Regions from separate parts of the Mus musculus genome. Here region 1 is linked to region 2. A link is a contact called in public promoter capture Hi-C data. All regions are on one chromosome and are shown on one strand. Each heading gives the region's core, a stretch centred on a gene start, on an enhancer-like site or on the middle of the called end of the contact. The rest is flanking DNA. Distances are from core to core; before and after follow the strand shown.

Region 1 (2,759 bases), core at 112-2,611, 110 kb after region 2:
GTTCAGAATACCTCAGATTCAATTCACAGACCATATGAATCTCAAGAAGGAAGAAGACCAAAGTGTGGATGGATGCTTCAGTATTTCTTAGAAGTGGGAACAAACTACTCACAGGAGGAAATATGGAGATAAAGTGTGGAGCAGAGACTAAAGGAAAGGCCATCCAGAGACTGCTCTGCCTGGGGATCCCTCCCATATACAGTTGCAAACCTAGACACTATTGTGGATGCTGGGAAGTGCTTGCTGACAGGAGCCTGATATGGCTGTCTCCTGAGAGGCTCTTCCTGAGCCTGACAAAATCAGAGGCAGATGCTCCAAGCCAACCATTGAGCTGAGCACAGGGTCCCTGGTGGAGGAGTTGGAGAAGGGACTGAAGGAGCTGAGGGGGTTTGAAGCCCCATGGTGGGGGCAACAGTGTCAACTGGCCAGAAGTCCCAGAGCTCTTGGGGAGTGGACCAACAACTAAAGAGTACACATGGAGGGACCCATGACTCAGGCCTCATAGGTGGCAGAGGATGGCCTTGTTGGACATTAGTGGGAGGAGCGGCTCTTGGGCCTGAGGGGGTTCGATGCCCCAGTGTAGTGGAATGCCAGGGTGGGAAGGCAGGAGTGTGGGTGAGGAAGTACCCTCATAGTGGCAGGGGAACGGGGGCAAGGGTGGGATGGGGGATTTCCGAAGGGGAGACCTGGAAAGGAGAAAGCATTTGAAATGTAAATAAAGAAAATAGCCAATAAAAGAAACAAAAGCTGTATGTGAGTAAACAACACAGCTTCCATCACCCTGATGAAGACCCTACCCTGACCCTCACAGCCCATCCCCTCTTCTTGCTATGCCTATCTTCCCCGACCTTGCCTACTGTCTGATTTTTATGCATCTTTTAACTCAGTTTTACTGTCTTCCTCTTCATTAGCAAGGACTCATGCATGTCCTCTAGTTCTGTCTTTTTCACAGTATACCAGGTCTTCTCAGGCTTCTCTCTCATAAGGACTCATGCCTGGTAAAGGATAGATCCTAAGCCCAGCTCTGTCCAGCTCTGCCCAGCTCTGCCCAGCTCTGCCCAGCTCTGCCCAGCTCTGCCCAGCTCTACACAAGATCTAATCAGTATAAGTATCTTAACATCTTCTTTTCCATGAATTAGATAAAGAGCTATCACTTGAACTTGGCCAGTCAGACAAGAGAGGTGAGGGAGGTGGGGGCTTTGGGGCCGCATGAGCAAGATGTGATCTAAAATAGAGCTGACCAAACTCTTCCTCTTGTCTGGCTTGGCCTTAGAAAGTATCTCCCTTCTCTTGGGGAGAAGTAAAGCAGGGCCTCTGACTTCTTAGTGACACCCCATGACCACCGAATCTGAGAGTCTTGGTTTCCTCTTTTAGAAAAAAGGGAAGTTGACCTAATTTATCTGAAGCTTCCTGCCAGCATTAGAATACCATGTGTGCCTCTAGATATGATGTGGGAGGGCCTAGGAAGTGGAGAAAAGAAAAGCTAATTTTATCTGAAGCCATTGACACTGACAGGGAAGAAATGAGTACTAACCTTGGCTTCACCATGAAGACAGTGTAGTGACCTTCCTTCTCTCACCTATGACAATCCCCTTGAAGCTTATTTGGTGAGCAAAATGTTTCTACTAAAGTTAAGTGAAAACAGCAGTACACATTTAGGAACTGAGAAGATCTTTTTCTCCTTAAAGCAGAAGTTTAGCTCTGCCTCTTTTTGTAACTATTCCAAACACCTCCCAAGAAAAGCTAGAGTTAACAAGATATAGGCTTGTATGGAGGGGAAATTTAAGGAAAAGCGGGGTTACTTTGTCTGAGGCTATGCTGATTTTGGTTTGCTTCAAGATGTTCAAAAGGATTAAGTCGAAGCACCATCTAGTGGTTCTCAACTGTGGTTTGCTCCCAATATGGTCCCATTGGAGACCATATTGATTTTTGGGTGTAATTATTGTGTTGTGATCAGACTACCCTACTTATTCCCAAAGGAAAGAGCAGAACCACCCAATACATTTATCAAAGCCAATTGAGACCATATAAGTATATTAAAGTAACACCAGGAAAGCCAGGCCCAAGGACCAGACTGAGGAAGAGTTAATACATCCTCACCTGGACCACATAAGGAGAACACCTAATGTGTTGTGATGATAGCAGCCTCACCAACCTGTCATCTGACCACCCTGGGTGTGAGTCAAGGGACCAACAAGCAGATAATTTCTGACTGTGCCCGGGGTGTCATGTTGGCTTGTTTCTCAGTGCTGATGTGGTTCATTCTAATTGTCATCAGTTCATCCATTCATCTCTCTTGACCTCTGGCCTCTACTGCCTCCCTGGTCTGTACCTGCACCTTGCTTAGATTGCTCCACTCAGGCATCTGAGGTCTGTCTCTACTACTTGATCCTACAGCAGCCACAGCAGCATCTCCAACAGGCTTTCAATGGTTAGTTACTGGACACTTCCTCTCCCTGAAGAATCTTCTGACATCCCTATTTGTTTTCGTTTGTGCTTGTCAACTAGACTTCTTTGTAATTTCTTAAAGCCTGCTGAAGATTTTTATTCCTTTTAAACACATTCTGTAACCTATATAGGTAGATAATGGATGATAAGTAGCTAGATGATAAAAACAGATAAATACATATAGATGCATAAATATATAGAAAATAGATATATTTTCTGTATGATATATAAAGTATGGTCTGAGAGTCAATATTAGTAGTTAAGATTGGAACAAAATAAATTGGGTTGCCTTAGTCAGTTATCAAGGGAAT
Region 2 (2,700 bases), core at 117-2,616:
CACGAAACATGACCCCATCTCTGGGAAAACAATATAAATCATGTATCAGATAGTATTGATAAAAACTTTCCCAACAATAATATTTTATATGGCTGCACGTGTGTCATCGGAAGTAGGTTTTGGTATATTGTTTAAGAAAACCTTAAATAAAAAGAATTAAAACAGTATAAGTTTATGTTTTGAAGATTTACAGAGAAACAGGAGCTGATGTCAAACAGTAACTGATCACACACATTCATTAGCTTGTTCTTGGGAATTTGCCACTAGCCTTAGATAATTTTTGTATTTTGATGTACCAAATGATCATAACAATATTCATTCTACCTAGATGTTTTACTGAAAACACCTTTTTTTTGAAGTTGTAAGACTTGGATGATTTTGTATTTTGATGTACCAAATGATTATTGTTATTTCTGTTCTATTTCGCTGCTTCACTGAACACAGCTCTTCAGAGCTGTAGCACCTGTTTCTCTTATGTATAAAACCCTTGCTTGAGAGCTGCAAAACACACTCAGGTTCCTTTGCCTTGGGAAGAGGCAGGTTGTTCCTATGTTTGCTCCTGACTCTAAACAGATGAAACACAAGCTAATTGCTGCCCTCTGGGCATACCAAGACAGTGTCTCATAATCCCTGGAATGTAGCACGAAGTCTAAAGGAGATGAGAAATATGCAGCCTTTTCTCTATATTTGTACCCCAGACACTCTGTGAAGGCTAGTATGGGGTGTGGTATGCATTCGTGGTATGTATTCTGCCTCTGTGTTTGTTTCTGTTTGTCACCACCCAATCCTTACCCACCTGACCTCAAGAACCCACATCCCAGGAACCCCCATACCTGGCTGGGGTGGTCCGTTGCACCCCTGGACCTTTCTAGCATCTTCTTTATCATTTATAGAATTCATGAACTCAGATCTTGGCCTGGAGGTACATGCTCCTTAGTCACTTATTCATCATTGGGAGAGAGGGCTTAGCCTCTGGCAGCCTCCATTATAACATTCATACCTGAAAGGGAGCCCCAAAAGCCAGCTGCTTACTTTAATGGAAACAATTTTAAACCCCATGCTTGGTATGTTTCTAAAGCTTATGTATCTGATTGGTTTCCTGGTGCTTTTCTCTATGTTGGCAAATTCGTGCCAGATGAGTTTTTCATTTGGTTTTGGTTTTGATTTTTTTGATGGGATAACCTTTCTTTGAGGTCATAGGGCGAAGTCCTTAACTACCTATCTTGCTCTTGTTTAACCAGTATCCTTTGCCTTGGGAATAGGCAGGTTGTTCCTATGTTTGCTCCCAACTCTAAATAGATGAAACACAAGCTAATTGCTGCCCTGTGGGCATACCGAGACAGTGTCTCATACTCCCTGGAGTGTAGCACGAAGTCTAAAGGAGATGAGAAATATGCAGTCCTTTCTCTATATTTGTCCCCTAGACACCCCGTGAAGGCTAGCAAAAGTCTGTTCTGATTCTGCAAGTACTCTGTGGTATGCATTTGGGTAGTAAAATTACATTTTGCATTTGTAGTCGGTATTTCATTTTTGAAAAAAGTGAACATCTGGTTTTCCTCTATTTAGTTTTGAAGCTCTAGAACAGCTGGGCAGGGCAACTTGGCCTTGTTCTGCATCTCCGTGAGTCATAGCTGAAGCTTCCACTCCATCAGCTACTCGCCCATTGGCTCACCAGCTGCCACTCATCTCCCCACAGCTTTTCTGGTTCTGGATGAGGACAGGGTCTGGATCAGCTTTTTCAGTCCAGCCCTTGGGAGTTTCGAGAGTGCCAATATTACATGAAGATGCTCTGGTCAGCTGTTACCAAATGTGAAAGGCCCAGCCCTGAGTGGGTGGAAAGTAGAGTCTGGCTTGCACTCATTGGGGTTTTGAGTCATAGCAGATTAGTGTTTAGACAAACTGTTTTTTCTCTCTTCTCTATTTTTCTGATCTGAAACTACAGATAAAGCAAACTGTGCTGAGGCTGTGAAGACTCACTGATTTTCACCAAGGAATTGAGTTATTTGCGTCCATCTTATGAGTTCCGTAGTATTTGGAAGAGGGAGTTTGTTTGTTCCATGCCTCAGTGCTCTTGAATTCAAAAGTTCTCCATGTTTCCTAGACCACTGCAACGGTGGGAGGTTCTGACCCTGGCTCACAGGAGGACCAAGGTACAGCCCTGTCTGAAAACTCTTCATCAGGGTTACCATGGGAGCCATAGCAGCCCCTCCAGCACCCAGGTGTAGGGTTCTCTTCCTAACCCACCATGTCAGTTGGGCTATTGTGCTCAGTCTCCATTATAGCTCTCAGCTACTGGAAACAGCTCACACTCTGTAACCCAGCACTCAAGCTCCTCTGGAGTTTGTCCCTAAACTTTGAGAGCCAGCTGCTGCTATCAGAGCCTCGTGCAGCATAGCCTAGGTACACTACCTGCCATTGCTGTTTGTCCTCTGATATCCGTGGTTTCACTCTATGCATGCCAGAGTGCTGTGAGGTGGACAATGGCTCCGTGTGCTCCTTTAATGTTCCCATCACCTTTTCTCTTTGCAGATTTCAATTCCACTGGGGCCCTGATTATCCAGACCCAGGTCAAAGGTGTCTGCTGCTTTAGAGTCTCCCTTGAGCACACTTTGAACTGAGCCACTCTTGACCTCTTCCAAATTTCCAATCCCTTTCCCAGCCTTCCCTCAAGGCTCGTGCTGGTATCTTCACCTGGAAGAA

What was found. Capture Hi-C pulls out chosen DNA fragments and counts their contacts.
Region 1: a contact with region 2 is called in a promoter capture Hi-C map of adipose tissue. The contact joins two enhancer-like sites. A contact is called at or near these places in 2 of 15 datasets of contacts at CTCF or cohesin (CD8 T cells and the NIH/3T3 cell line), 43 of 484 Hi-C or Micro-C datasets (the 3T3-L1 cell line, 3T3-L1-derived adipocytes, the C2C12 cell line and 29 more), 7 of 115 datasets of contacts at active chromatin or transcription factors (CD8 T cells, bone marrow-derived dendritic cells, bone marrow-derived macrophages and 4 more) and 2 of 9 other capture datasets (adipose tissue and liver).

The regions. Positions count from the first base shown.
Region 1 is chr16:44,961,598-44,964,356 of GRCm38.p6, reverse strand. The region is part of intron 5 of Cd200r3 (CD200 receptor 3); the gene reads right to left. Among named protein-coding and RNA genes, the nearest start is that of Cd200r3, 19 kb to the right of the region's middle. Within about 2 kb of position 1,361, at least 110 of the 459 cell types and tissues checked have an H3K27ac peak or open chromatin away from gene starts, as enhancers often do. A contact at or near this core is called in adipose tissue and bone marrow-derived macrophages, where this site is marked.
Region 2 is chr16:45,069,552-45,072,251 of GRCm38.p6, reverse strand. No RefSeq gene overlaps it. Among named protein-coding and RNA genes, the nearest start is that of Ccdc80, 23 kb to the left of the region's middle. Within about 2 kb of position 1,366, at least 72 of the 459 cell types and tissues checked have an H3K27ac peak or open chromatin away from gene starts, as enhancers often do. A contact at or near this core is called in adipose tissue and bone marrow-derived macrophages, where this site is marked.